Regions from separate parts of the Zea mays genome. Here region 1 is linked to region 2. The links are chromatin contacts, called in public Hi-C maps. All regions are on one chromosome and are shown on one strand. Each heading gives the region's core, a stretch centred on a gene start, on an enhancer-like site or on the middle of the called end of the contact. The rest is flanking DNA. Distances are from core to core; before and after follow the strand shown.

Region 1 (2,700 bases), core at 198-2,697, 220 kb after region 2:
CAACCCTCGTCCATTGGGACACCACAACGTGGAAGTAGGCAAATGTTACTTGGCCGAACCACAGGATAAAATCGTGTGTCTCTTGTGTTGATCTCTTTGTGATTGTCTTGGCCACAAGAACTCGCTTCGCAACTACTTAGTCACACTAACATTTGTATAACCAAGATTTGTGGCTATCAGTTGTTGAATTTTACAGGATCACTTATTCACCCCCCTTTAGGTGCTCTCAGAAGTCCGTAAGCAGGCTGAGATGGAGGGAAAAAATAAGTGAACCAAGAAACTCTGTGAGAGAAATAAGTTGGTTCTGTATCTCTACTTTTGTATGTCTATCTCTACTATTAATTATGTGCCTATCGTAGGCGTCCACAATTCCCAGTGGCACACGGTTCTGCCGTCACGCTGCGCGCCTGCCATCTCCCTCCCTCCTTCCTTCGACGACGCTCCTTCCTTCGACGGCCCACAGCGGCTCCCCTCGAATCCCGCCCGCCCGCCACCTCGCATCCCGGCCGACCGCCGCTCACCTACTATGGAATGGGCGTCCCTCGCATCCCGCCCGCAGCGGATCCCTCAAATCCCGTCAGCAGCGGCTCCCATCCCCGCTCCCATCGCTATTGCTTGATAAATGATGACAATGGTGATGGCTATGATATATGGTCAATATTGTATTGATCTTTTTTCGAGTTTTAGGCTGTCATGTTGTTTGCTGGAATGGAGATATTTCATTGTTCACTTGGTTCATGTGACAGAGTTAATTACCTTATTTCCGTCCTTTCTTAGTACCCTTTTTCTGAGATTTGAGTTGTAAATAACACTTTCCTAATCATGTTGTCATTATAACTCAATGGCATTATTAAAATCATATATAGAAGTCTATATGGTACTGATGGTTGCAATGTAATGGTGAAATAACTAAATTAAAATAACAAAATTTATGTATGGTTAGGATCACAAATCGATTCCAAAATATTTTATTATAACAATATAACACACATATATACATAAGTTATCCTGTTATTATACGGTTCCGTTGCAACGCACGAGCACTCACTTAATATAAAATAATTTAATCCTCCTAGCAAGACCTCAGTTGATAGGTAGCTCACAGATGCACGATTTTGGGAGCCGGAACGGTAGACTTCGTGCCGTACGGTCTCTTCTAAAAAAACGTACCCATATTGTACAGTACATGTTCGTCACGTGCACGCACACTCCACACTACTGAGCCCATTTATCATGCCCAGGACGAACCACCCACACCGACACACTGCCCACGCGGGCCCACTGCCCGTGCACCGCGCTGCCGGCGTAGTGTACGTGTCCGCGTACCCGCATCCGCGCGTGGATGTAGCAGCACTCCGTACTACGCGCAAAGAGACAACTGGCAGCGCACTCGACCCGTTAACCCTGCGTGAGCGTGGGCCGCGTGGTCCGTGATAAATGGCCTCGGATCCAACCAGGGAAGGAAGGAATCCAAGCCACCCCAGTCCGCTGCTTCCATTCCATCTCCCTTCTCTCGCCTTCTGCGGCACTGCAGTGCTCTGCTGCCTCGGCGTCTCCACCTCCTCCCGGCGACGGCAGGGCATCCGATACGACGCCGCGCTTCCTTCCGAATCCCAAGCCGCACCCCGCACCCTCCCGGTCGCCATTCCCGATGCTGGTGTTCTCGAGCGACGACGACTGCTGCGGCTCCTCGTACTAGGGGGGCAGGATCGATCGGCAGGTGACGTTTCGTTCGTTCTGCTGTTCGGTTCGAACGGGAGAGTTTGCTTGGGGGTTGGTGCATCGGTTTCAGAACGACCAGTTCATTAGTTTTGGGGATTGGGGCTATTTCTTGTTTTTTTTAAGGCAGGAGAGTTGCTTTTCATTCTACGTATTCGAGAGATGAAAAAAAAGTGTTTTTTGGGCTAGTTTTGTTCCAATGATTTGGTAGCAATTACCATGGCAGTTGCACGAAAGGGATTCATGTACTGGGTCTGAACGGTTTCATGGCGATGCAGTTTCCATCACCAAATTCACCGTGAGATGTCTGGTACTCGTTGTGACTAACTCAGTAGGCAGTCTGTCAGTTAAGCCAGGTAAACTAGTTACTAGTACTTGACATTGCCACTGTATTTTTTGTAATTACTAGTACCATTTGATGAGAAGTGGTACTGAGTTTTATGTGGGTAGACGAACGATGTCATCGCACTCCCTTCTCAGTGTCAACGATCATGGGTGGCATGACCTGTGGGCTGTGGAGGGCGGTCCCGGTCCCCTTCGTTTGGCTTATCTGGAAAATGCTGGTTGCGCGTCAAGGCCATCTTGAACCTTGGAAAAACGCTGCTGTGTCTATCTTTCCTGCCTTCCTGGTTCCGTCCGTGCTGTGCTGACATGCGTGTCGAATTCTCGCTCATTTGGTTACCGGTAGTGGGGTCATGTCGGATATTGATGTGGAAGGGGGAGTTGGTAGTGGCACCCCCTCCGCCTCGGACCTGGCTTCTTCTGATACCGGCTCTGGAGCTGGGTAATAGAGCGCAGACTTTGGGTCTGGAAAGCGATTGTGGTTATCGTTACGACAAGTATGCTAGGTCAAAACTGTTTTTGTATGTAGTTGGTTCACAGATGCCAAGGGCCGATTTATTTGTTTGTTTGTTGCTCATGTTGATGTTCTGAGCATACCATTTTTCAGATGTTTATATTTCATATCTGATAAAGTTTATA
Region 2 (2,700 bases), core at 158-2,657:
ACGATTGAAAACTGAAAAGTGTTCTCAAGCGAACTGAGAGAGAGAGAAGAGAGAGAGAGAGAGAGAGAGTCATGCAACAAGTCAGAGAGAGGCGAGCTGACGAGGAGCGAGCCATTTGAACATCCTAACCCAAGAGGCACTTCACTTCAAAAGGCAAACTTGATACCAGGCCTTCCATAGTTCCATATACTACATGGATGACTTCGTTCTTTTTTTTTCCCCCTTTTGCAGGTGTAGAAGCATATACCTACCATGCCAAGTGAAGTTATGTTCGTTTTTCTTTAATGCAGAAGTGGAAACCCATTGCTAGTCAGGTTCTTCAGTGCTCGTATCCTGGCCAGGTTGGTTCTGTCAAACTATTTGAAACCAATTCAGGCAAATTCTCCTTATAAAAAGAAGAGGAGTATCCGAGTATGTATACTCCTTAGAAAACGAAATGTTGGTGCATGCTGTATTATATGAACCAGAGAAGATAAGAGGAAACCAGCATCTTTTCCCAGTCTTGAGGTCTTGTTTGGAACGCGAGAATTTCACGGGAGAAACATGCAATTTCCTTGGAAATCCCACGAAATTCCGGCGTTCCAAACCGTGGCTTACAACAGTTCGTCGGCTCTGACGAACGCCGATACCAGAGCGGCCATGGAACAAGAACCACTAGTTAGTTAGTAGTAACTGGTTATATACGCTACTATAATCCTACTACTCCCTAGCTGGAGGCTAGCTAGATCAGTGGCCATGGAGTTCTCCTCCGCTACACTTCCCCTCGCGCCGCCAACCAATCCGCCATGGAATGACGCACGAGCACGACGCACGCAGAGCAAGTGCGACGGAGATCCTCCACGTCCTTGCCTCTGCAATCGTGCAAGATCTTGTCATCGGTTGTGCAGGGGGTTGGAGCCTGTCGGCACGACCCGCTTGTCGTCGTCGCCGCCGCCGCCGGCCGCAGCGGCGGCGGGCAGCATCGCGCAGGCGGCGCCAGCTCTGTTCCGCTGCCTCTTGCACCGCGCGGCGTCGAAGGCGGCGACGCGCGCGCTCGCCTCCGGGCGGCGGGTCGCGGGCATTGGCGCGGCGGCGCCCCGAGCGCCGCCACCGCCGCCGCCGTGGACGGCGGCCAGGAGCGCCGCGAGCGCGACGAGGCACGCGGCGGCGAGCGGCGCCCACCGTCGCCTCCTCATGGCGGGAGGGAGCAGGGGTGTAGGAGGACGTGGGCGTGTACGTGTAGGCTGCGTGGGCGCGCGGTGGGCGGAGGCGGAGGCGAGGGCGAGGGCGAGACCAGTGCAGCGCTAGCTGTCACAATGGCGCAGACCGCGTCGCAGAGTAGCAGCAGCGGCTGCTGTCGAGTGCGAGCTGCTGCCAAGTGTGGCGTCGAGGCGTCGAAGCAGACAGAAGAAGGGTGAAGTGAAGTGAGGAGCCGAAGAAAGTGGCGGTGGACGACGCAGATACCGGGAGCGAGTTCAGGCAGCTGCGTTGTGGCATGCAGCATGCTGCAGCTTGCTAGTTTTTATATATACATAATACATATAATAATATATACGCTGCTGTGAAAACTTGCAAAAATTCCTCGTGCGAAAAAAAGAGAGAAAACTTTCTGATTTTCTCCGTACCCCCCTCCATATATATGATTTAGAGGTCGTTTTGTGACTTGCAGTAGTTTGCACAAAGGAAGCCACTCAGCCTATATTCAGCAAAGTCGATATCTCACTCCTTATTTTCACTTTTTATTACAAACCCATCTATGTAAAGAAAACACCTGTCGCTGGAATTGACATTAGTAGTTGGATACCTGGAGTATTTATTAATTGTCCTGGTGGAGCTGCCTGTAGAGCTCAGTCAGTACTGTATTACGGTGGAGCTGCCTGTAGAATTCAGTGAGAAGAATCAACGCATCCCTTAAAAGGTTCACTGAAAACAGTATATCCGGTTCAGGCTTCACAGAGTGTGATATGTGAGTCTGACGGCCATCTCTTTAAAAAAAACACCAAGAAAGCTCACATCATCACAGGGAAGTTCATTTCAGAACCCCCTGTAGAGTTCATTTATGGCGCGCTGCATTTTGGCGGTGAATTCTTCTCACAAAATCCTGCAGAATCCATTTATTTATTATTATTATTATTATTATTATTACGGCGCGCGTGTGTCTGCGCGCACGCGTGGTGTCCGAGGCATTGATAAAAAGGAACCGCGGAGAAGGGGAGGGTCAAAGCAGGAACAGTACCCTCAAGTCTCTCCCTGCTAGTCCTAGTAGGACATGCACTGATGGGGAGTGATGGGAAGGGGGGAAAAGAGAGAGAGAGAGAACTGCAGCAGATGCAGATGCAGAGCCTCACCCGGCCGGCCCATTCTTCTGCCACCAAACCGCATTGATGAGCGCCATGAATCCGTCTGGTGCTGCAGAGAACATTGAGAGGAATAGAAAAGGTGGTGGTGGAGGAGGAGAGGGCACTAGGGCAGAGGCCTTGACGGAGAATGGCTCTAGTGCACCGTTTCCGTTTGGGCCGTGTATGAGATTGTACGTAGAAGATGGCAAGGGATGTTTCAGTCTCACTGGTAGCCATCCATGCGTGTGCCCGTTTCTCATGCCCTGCACTGCACAACTGTGCCCGTTGTTCTCATCATATCTCTCTGTGTGTGGTAGACTGGTAGCCGATAGGATAGCCATATCCATGTTTGGAACGATCGTTAGGCTACGGTTAGCGACGA

The links. A called contact is a pair of places that touch in the nucleus more often than the background predicts.
Region 1: a Hi-C map of ear shows a contact between it and region 2, with 2.2 times the contacts expected there. The contact joins the promoter of LOC100273800 here to the promoter of LOC111589273 in region 2. A contact is called at or near these places in 3 of 25 Hi-C or Micro-C datasets (ear, leaf and tassel).

What each region holds. Positions count from the first base shown.
Region 1 is chr5:82,602,175-82,604,874 of Zm-B73-REFERENCE-NAM-5.0, forward strand. LOC100273800 reads left to right here and starts at 1,448. Exons shown (of 5, transcript NM_001353586.1): 1 at 1,448-2,700.
Region 2 is chr5:82,384,893-82,387,592 of Zm-B73-REFERENCE-NAM-5.0, forward strand. LOC111589273 reads right to left here and starts at 1,408. Exons shown (of 1, transcript XM_023300066.2): 1 at 463-1,408. The coding sequence starts at 1,175. The coding sequence ends at 873.